2 separate regions of the Mus musculus genome follow, and region 2 is linked to region 1. A link is a contact called in public HiChIP or PLAC-seq data. All regions are on one chromosome and are shown on one strand. Each heading gives the region's core, a stretch centred on a gene start, on an enhancer-like site or on the middle of the called end of the contact. The rest is flanking DNA. Distances are from core to core; before and after follow the strand shown.

Evidence for each region. HiChIP or PLAC-seq counts read pairs in DNA pulled down with a chosen protein or histone mark.
Region 2: a contact with region 1 is called in an H3K4me3 HiChIP or PLAC-seq map of forebrain, with 6 times the contacts expected there. The contact joins two enhancer-like sites. A contact is called at or near these places in 17 of 39 promoter capture datasets (the 3T3-L1 cell line, HPC-7-derived erythroid cells, cranial neural crest and 10 more), 3 of 15 datasets of contacts at CTCF or cohesin (the NIH/3T3 cell line, embryonic stem cells and large pre-B cells), 7 of 484 Hi-C or Micro-C datasets (bone marrow-derived dendritic cells, cerebral cortex, embryonic fibroblasts and 4 more), 18 of 115 datasets of contacts at active chromatin or transcription factors (craniofacial prominence, embryonic basal ganglia, embryonic forebrain and 9 more) and 3 of 9 other capture datasets (adipose tissue, liver and pancreatic islet).

The regions. Positions count from the first base shown.
Region 1 is chr12:108,326,039-108,330,358 of GRCm38.p6, forward strand. It overlaps Hhipl1 (hedgehog interacting protein-like 1), which reads left to right. Exons shown (of 9, transcript NM_001044380.1): 8 at 1,088-1,170; 9 at 1,630-2,262. The coding sequence ends at 2,174. Among named protein-coding and RNA genes, the nearest start is that of Cyp46a1, 6.1 kb to the right of the region's middle. Within about 2 kb of position 1,988, at least 58 of the 459 cell types and tissues checked have an H3K27ac peak or open chromatin away from gene starts, as enhancers often do. A contact at or near this core is called in cerebral cortex and forebrain, where this site is marked.
Region 2 is chr12:108,508,905-108,513,224 of GRCm38.p6, forward strand. Eml1 (echinoderm microtubule associated protein like 1) reads left to right here. Exons shown (of 22, transcript NM_001043335.1): 7 at 182-331; 8 at 1,273-1,342; 9 at 2,917-3,027; 10 at 4,071-4,166. Among named protein-coding and RNA genes, the nearest start is that of Evl, 44 kb to the right of the region's middle. Within about 2 kb of position 2,232, at least 14 of the 459 cell types and tissues checked have an H3K27ac peak or open chromatin away from gene starts, as enhancers often do. A contact at or near this core is called in cerebral cortex and forebrain, where this site is marked.

The DNA of each region.
Region 1 (4,320 bases), core at 738-3,237:
TTGGTTCACTGTGTCTGTGTGTGCAGAAAGGACTTTGACCTTTCCCTGCTCAAGATCTTGGGGTTAGAGGCAGGCAGAAGTGAGTGGGACTCCTCCCTTGTTCCTTCATTCTCCTCTCTTCCGTTTTTCTCCTTCGAAAGCAGTGTGCTTCCTGATACCCACACCTCAGATGCCTGCCAACTGACACGTGGAAAAGGAGGACACGGAGGAAGGCCCAGGGGTCACAGCTTGAACAGAACCACTGTGGTGTTTTGTCTTGTTTTAAATATAATCTCTTTAAGAGACGGCACCCTCTCCTGCTTCCTGGATCTGCCCGAAATGCAGACCCAGTGAGAGGTCAGAATAGAGATGGCTGCACCTCCATCTTTGAGAAGTCTGTGTGCCTTGTAAGAGCTACATTGTCCCCTCTCATGCCAAGTCTATCTGGGGGCCACTTCGTCATGTGGCTATTTCAATCCCAGGCTGATGGAACCCCCCAGCGAAGTCCTGGACCCACGTGGGGGCAGGGTTGGAATAGAGTCAGATCCATTCAAAGGAAAACAGATCAACAGCCAAAAACCAATTAAAATGGAGTTCTGGCCCTTGTGTTTCTGCAGGATGGGGAGGGAGGCTGTTCACACCCTGGCAACCTTTCTCAGACTCTTTTCTCTGAACGACAGGCCCCACGACTGTGCTGGGCCTGCTGGGGATAGCTTCTCACAATTCACCCCTTTTGCCCACTATGTCTTTTATCTTGCCTTAACTTTCTGCATTTCTCCAGAAACCCAGAAACTAGAGGCAGGGAAAGAGACTCTTCTCAAGTCCTGAGGTGGAAGGGGTGGACAGGAATGGGGCATTACAGGAATAGGGTGGGCAACATAGTGGGGGGGGGGCTACAGAGTGAAACGTTAGTAGCTGGACATTAGTTATAGTCATCCCTGGTCACACCTATCTGGCCCCTACCCTCTTGTCTCACTACAAGGGGAAGGTGTTGGGATGTGTGTGTGTGTGTGTGTGTGTGTGTGTGTGTGTGTGTGTGTGTCATGGGATGAAAGATGAGGATCTCAAAGCTAGACCCCAGGCCTGATCACCTGTGTGTCTTTGGTAGACGGGCGCCTCCAGGGAAGTGTAAGATCCGCCCTGCTCAGGTGAAGGTGAGGAGTCATCTCATCCCCTTTGTGCCCAAGGAAAGTAAGTATTCTTCAGTGGGAAAGGGGGCTCCTGCGCCCTCAGGTCAGACTGGGGCGCAGAGGGACCTAGAATGTTTCCACAGCCCCTATACCTAGCACCATGTCTGACACTTGTGAGAGACCCACTCAGTGTCAGTGAACTTTAAGTACAATGCATCTTGTTTGATCGATCCTTCGATAAGGTCCAGGCAGTGGGCAGACCAGCACAGTGCCTGACTGTTAACCAGGGCTCCCTGAGTGACTGAAGAAGTGCCCGACATTGCTTTAGGCTAAAATCCTTAGGGGTCAGGGAAACCGGTCAAACACAGCTGGCTCCCTAAGATGCACCCTAATCTTAGGGTCTGGTTGGAGCCAGACCAGGCCTCTTTCCTTAGGATCTGTTTTGCTGGCACAGGCTGGGGGCTATGCCTGGCTGGGACAGCCAGTTCCCTCTGACCCCAGGCTTTTCCCCTCTTTGTAGAGTTCATCCGGACGCCAGAGAGCACTCCGCGCCCCACAGCCCGCGCTCCCACTAAGGCGCCCCGCCGTAGGCGCCCCACGGCTGCTCCTCCTGCCCCCACCCCGCGACCCACAAAGCCCGCAAGGCCCACCCGGCGACCAGGGGCCCGGAAGGGAGGCGGGCGACGGCGGGGACGTCCGAGTACCGCGGTCCCCGAACCCGAGAACGGATCGGTGCGTCTGGTACGGCCCGCAGGCCTGAGCCCCGGCCGCGGTCGCGTGGAAGTGTTCATAGGCGGACGCTGGGGCACGGTGTGCGACGACGCCTGGGACACCAAGGCAGCCGCCGTGGTGTGTCGTCAGCTGGGTTTTGCGCACGCGGTGCGAGCCGCCAAGCGCGCGGAGTTTGGCGAGGGCCGCGCGCTCCGGATCTTGCTGGACGACGTGCGCTGCGCGGGCAGCGAACGCAACCTGCTGGAGTGCGCGCACGCTGGCGTGGGCACGCACAATTGCAAGCACGACGAGGACGCTGGCGTCGAGTGCAGCCACCAAGACCCGAACCTGTAGCCTGACCTCTCCTACCTGGCGGTGCTACTCTGGGAGTGGCCCCTTGGGTTTGCGGGCACGCCGTGCAGTATGCACGAGCCAGGATGGAGGGTGCACGTGACCTCGTGTGTGTGTGTGTGTGTGTGTGTGTGTGTGTGTGTGTGTGTGTGCGCGCGCGCGCGCGCGTTAGATGAGATCTCGTATCTGTCAGCACTTCGGAGAGCAGCCACTGTATCGGAACTGCACTGGGTAAGGGAAGCTGGATGCCTTTACAATGTCAGACCGAGGGAAGGGACCAGCGTTTCTCTGTCAGCGCCGAGTGACAGGCAGCAGAACAGCAGGATGATGGCCTGAGAAACATGGCTAGAACGTGGGCAGCTGACCCAGTAGTCCGATGCACCGCAGAAACAAATGGGCAGTCTGAGAGCCACAAAGAAGGATCTCAAAGGGCCGGGGAGGGGGCCTGTGGTCATTCGCTGCCCACCAGGGACCAGGCTGCCGAAAGAAACCAAGCACCCATGATGGAAGGCAGACTAGAGGGCCTGGAGGACCTCTGAAACTATTTTCTGAGTCCTGCAGGCAGCCTGGGGAGGCTACTAAGTCCCCTCCATCCCTGAAGGCTGAACTTCACCTATTCCTGGGCCAGAAGCTCCCTTCAGCCCCCACTGTCGGTGGGGATGGGGCTCTACTTTGACCCTCGACCATTTCTGTCCCCTCCCAGGGGAATCCTCAGATTTCTCAGCCTCATGGGCTAAGTAGCCCGTGGGGCCACCAAGACTACCCACTAGAGCTGTGTCAACAATTTGACTATTCACAACCCTTCCTTCCTTTCTCTTATCACCCCCCCCCCCACACACACACACCTGGAGGCTGGGGTGCAAGGCGAGTGGGTGGAGTAAAGAGGGTGGGGCCTGCGACTTCTGTCCTCTATAGTAAGAGAGTTCCTTGTATGTGAAGGGCCTCACTGGTGGCTTTGTGCCTTGTCCCTGGAGCGAGCTCTGGATAGCTGTACTTTACATCAGATGGGGGTGGGGCTAGGGAAGCAACCGAGTCACCAGGCAGGCAAGACAGGGTATAGCCCATGTCAGGCAGTGTGGCCAGGGCTCTGGGTGAGGCTCCTGGTCCAAGCTTTGCAGGAAAAAGTCATTCCTGCACTGAGTTCCAAACTGAACAGGCCTGCATGGTGTTCCAGGCAGGGCGACTGGTAAGGCTCAGGCTCCTGGTCATCACAGCCGAGAATTGAGCGCTGTTGCACAGGCTCTCCCTGGTTGCTCTGCAACTTTGGAGCCGATTGTTCTCTGGGAAAAAAAAATTTTTTTAAATTACTTGAACTGTTAAGAAAATGACAAAAAAGGGAAAACATCATTTTCAAATTTAAAAAAAATTACTGAACTGTTAAGAAAATGACACAAAAAAAGGGGAAATATCATTTTCTGCAAATCTATGCAGCCCCAAGGTGGAGCAGCTGGGGAGCCTGTGCTGTCTGCATCTCTGCAGTGCAGTTCCTGGAGGGGCACAGCGTGTCTACACCGTCTATCCTGGCTCTTGATAGGAGGGGGAGGTTTGGGTGTGGAGGACGGTGCACTGGGCAGGTGCACTTGGTGTGCCAGGACTGGCTGGGAAACTCCTTTCAATCTTCAGTTCCCAAGGCGCCTGTGCCCACCTCTTATACACATTAAACTAGACGGGGGTGGGTCCTAGTCCTCGCTGTGTGACCGGACAACAGTCAGTCACTTAACTCCTCTGAGCCTTATGGGTAAATGGAGGTAACCAACAGGATTTACATACACACAAAGATCAAGGTAGCATCATAGATGTGCATTCCATGAAGTGAGAGATTAGTAGTGACTTGGTGACATCCAAGTTGGCACCTGTGTTAGACAGGGAGGTGCGCCATGTGGAGGGACTGTCACTGAGGTGTCATGGGAAGAAGCGGGCAAAAAGGAGAAACGTGAGCCCTTTTTTAAGCCCCACTAAAAAATGTTAGCACACGGAGAACTATTCCAGCTGGGCATTGGACCTCTCACCCACTTCGTGGAGGAGAACTAGCCTTTATGCAGAACTGGCTGCATGCCAGATACCTCTGCTGTTAGATCATGTCATCCTGCCCCCAACACTCCCAACGTCACCATCCCTCTCTCCATCCCCACAGTGGCTGTACATCGAT
Region 2 (4,320 bases), core at 982-3,481, 180 kb after region 1:
CTCACAGAGATCTGTTTAGGCTCACAAGCACGCGCCACTGCACCCAGCACGTTCTCAGTTCAGCGTTGTCTAAATTGGTTAAACTGATAGCACCATTTCACAGCATCTTTGGGCCTGTTGAATGAAGCGGTAGTTCTCCAGCTCTTAAAAGCAAAGGATTTTCATCTTGACATACACTAAGCTACGGGTACCGGGGGCGAGACTGTCGCAATAACTTGTACTTGCTCCCGACCGGGGAGACCGTGTACTTCATTGCGTCTGTCGTGGTGCTTTACAATGTGGAGGAGCAGCTGCAGAGGCATTACGCGGGCCACAACGATGACGTCAAGTGGTGAGTCCCCACAGACAGGTCGGCAGGACATAGGTGAACTAGCCTTAGCCAAAAGAATTCAGCATCAGGGCACAAGCCAGGGGTGGGGTGGTGCAGGGCTCTGAAGGTGCAAAGCTCTTCTTTCTATTCGCCGTGTTGTCTTTGGGCTCCCTAATTCTGCTCTCTGTGCTTCTATGTGACCAGATTATCTGAGGGAAAAAGCTTCAGGAAGCTTTCTTAACATCCTGAATGTTAAAGACTTCAAATTGGGTCTCTAAGTTTAGAAAAACGTGCTTTGTGTGCAATGGCAGTGGTGGGCGGGGCCTGGGTGGTGGGCGGGGCCGGGCCGGGGCGCAGTAATTTAAAAAAAGAAAAAGAAAAATTTATAAAGTTTAAGAAAAAAAGTTTAGGCCGGGCGTGGTGGCACACACCTTTAATCCCAGCACTCGGGAGGCAGAGGCAAGCAGATTTCTGAGTTCGAGGCCAGACTGGTCTACAGAGTGAGTTCCAGGACAGCCAGGGCTATACAGAGAAACCCTGCCTCGAAAAATGAAAACGTGCTTTGCTGTGTACATAGGTCTGAGTCTGGCATGCCTATGGATCATAGTATAGCTTAGGGAAGACCTTGCAGTGGGTAGATGGGTTTGTGGTCCTACTGACATGAGACGTCTTTCCTAATTAACACACCCAAAAATGACTTGTAGAAAAGGGTGGCGACTAAGTCAGTGGTTCTGAGAAGGAAATGCTATTTTCCCAACAAAGGATGCCTTTCCTTAAGGTTGGAAGTTCCCGAAAGGAAATCGGGCATTCTGATGAATGAAATAGCATTTGCTGGCTAAGGTAGTTGGGGTGAGTCTGTTAGAAGCTAGGCAGTGTGGATTTCTTATGTTTAAACTTTTGGAAGATTGTAGAAGTAAAGTGCACCTTTGTGTGGGGTTGTCTGATAATTATCCTTATTTTAGCCTAGCGGTCCATCCTGACAGGATCACCATAGCAACGGGACAAGTGGCGGGCACATCTAAGGATGGAAAGGTGAGGTTTCCTCCTTGTCTTTCTGACTTTGATAAAGACCTGGCGACAACCTCCTGGCGACATTGCTGATGATGAGTCTGCCTGGTCGTTGTAGTCACAGCATTTGAGAACCATTGGGTCCTCACCAGGGGCTCTCACTGCAAACTGAATGTTCCATCGTGACCTAAGCCCCACCCTGAGCTTCCTCATAACTTCAGCCAGTTTTAAAATAGCATTGCTGCTGGTTGGGATGGCACACATCTTTAACGCCAGAGTTCAGGAGGCAGAGACAGGCAGGTCTGTGGGCTCTGTAACAGGACACTGTCTTTAAAAATAACATACAGCAGCCACAACACATTAAAATCGCATTGTCTTATCAAAGAATCGATCAGTTCCTGAAATCCTTATCTCCATACATGATCAACACGAAAATATACCAATCTAAGCAGCAGAGTTAAAATCACCAAGTAACCATATGTTATGGGATGTCCTTGACTGTGGGTGCCTGCCAGTCATTTCTTCAGTGGGTGGACTTTATGCCTTGTGCTGATCACAGAGGCTCCTGGGAGCTTCAGGCAGACAGACTGCAGACGCTTTAACAAGGCTTCAGTCTGGCTTGGAAGGAAGGAGGTGAGGAACCTGACAAATAGGAGACGTCCAAGCTGGCATCCACGAGTGACTGTCATGTTTTATCAAAACTCTCACAGCCTCTTAAGTCCCTGTTTGTACAGCTTTGTCCCGGTGTGAAGCTAATCAGGACAGGAACCTCCATTTTTTTTTATCAATGTGTATCTGCCTAGAAACTGCTCTCTTATCTGAACAGATGTTTTCATGATACCAAATTTTAGCTGTTGGTTTCATGCTGTTCTCTATGAGTGTTCCACACTTGCAAAGATCGATAACAGAAGCCAGGCTGCTGTTATGTAAACTCACATAAGGAGCAGTTGTTCATGTTTTAAAAAGAAGGAAACCCTGGAAGAACTCTTTGAAATTAGAAACTGTTTCTTCCGCCCTCTAGTGGCACGAAAGTGTATTTCCATTTTTGGCATCCTGATTGAATCCTTACTATAGAACTAGAGAGAGATTTACAGCTGTCTGAGTAGACTTTTTGACCTGTGAAGAAACCTAGAGAGACCACATGCTGGTGTCTGGTGCCTGGCAACTGGCTATTTGGGGACAAGGCTAAACAAGAGCAAGGTTTGCCTATCACTTGCCTGCCAGCCGGCACAAATCCAAACCCTTTCGCGATGATGGATCTGTTGACTGCACTGTGGTGCTATTTGGTGAAATGTCGTTTCTAAAATTTAGAGAAATGCAAATATACAAAAGGCGTGTCTGTTCCTCTGGTATGGGTGTTGGAGAGTGGATAGTCAAAGTTTAAAACTTGAGAGCCTTCTCCCGACATCTCCATGGTTCACGGGCCTAGAGTTTCCTTAGGTCACTGCGAATGTTTTCATTGAGTTGAGTCCTCAGATACAGAAAAAAGACTTTGTTTGGCAAAACCGAAGTCACTGTCAAAATAATTTTATGGTTCCAAGGTAAAGAGAAGTAATTACCCAACAGTCACAAATGATGGCTGTGTTCTTTTCAAACAGCAACTGCCACCACATGTGCGCATCTGGGACTCTGTGACACTGAACACTCTGCATGTCATTGGAATAGGCTTTTTTGACCGGGCTGTCACCTGCATCGCATTCTCAAAGTCTGTAAGTATGAGAATGTACAGGGACACATTTCCGACCAAACATTTCTAGCCACCAGGCTTCCAGCCTTTCTCAAGGCATGCTAGCCCAACACACCCATCCTCGAGCCACTCGCTCGTCCGTGTACGCATCCTCACATCAGATGTCCCTGTTTGTGTGATATTCTTGTGCTTTGCTCTGCATATAATCCTAAAACAGCCGTGGGCCTGGCCAGGAAAGCCGGCCTCAAGAACAATGGAGTATGCATTCCTCATCTCTGGTATAATGGACCCTTGGTGTGTGTTGGGGGTGGGATGTGCAGGCAGGTGGGGGGTGAGCGTGCATGTGCGTTCATGCAGAGGCTGCAGTCAACCTCTCCTGTTGTTCTTTACCTTGACTTTGAGACAGCGTCTCTCACTGAGACCTGGGCTCTCTGTTTAAGCCAGGGCAGTTGGCTAGAAAGCTCTAAGCATCTGCCTGCCTCTGCATCCCAGTGTTGCCATTAGAGTGCACACCACCACAGCCCAGCTGCGGGTCCTGGGGATCGAACTTGGGTCCTCAGGCTTGTGCGGCAAGCTCTTTACCAGCTAGGCTCTTTACCTAGCTCTGTAATGAGCTCTTAATTAAAAGTAAAATAATCAGGGATAGAGAGATGGTTAAGAATACTGGCCTTCCAAAGGACTCGGGATCGATTCCCAGCACATACATGGCAGCTCACAGCTGTCTGTAACTCTAGTTTCAGGGGATCTGACACTCTAATACAGAAATATATGCAGGCAAACACCAATGCACATTTTTTTTTAAAAAAAGTAATCCCCAGGCGGTGGTGGCGCACACCTTTAGTTCCAGCACTGGGGAGGCAGAGGCAGGCAGATCTCTATGAGTTCGAGGCCAGCTTGGTCTACAGAGCTAGTTCTAGGACAGCCAGGGCTACTTTCACAAAGAAACCCTGTTTCAAAAAAACAAAACCAAACCAAACCAAAAGTAAAATCAACGCTCATTTTTAATCGTGTTGGTCCCACTTGGGTCTCAGTGCAGTCTTCCTGCGAATCACTTTTTCTTGGCAGAACGGAGGAGGCCATCTCTGTGCTGTGGATGATTCCAACGATCACGTGCTGTCCGTGTGGGATTGGCAGAAAGAAGAGAGACTGGCCGACGTGAAGGTTCGCATGAGCCACTTACTGTGATGTCCCACAGGGCACTGCCTGCACAGCCAGCAGGCTCCAGGGCCACCCACAGTCCCCACCCCCATGAGACCCTGCCTAAGACCTGCCAGGGTCTGTGGAACTCTTCGTTTTCCTTATTTCATAGTGCAAG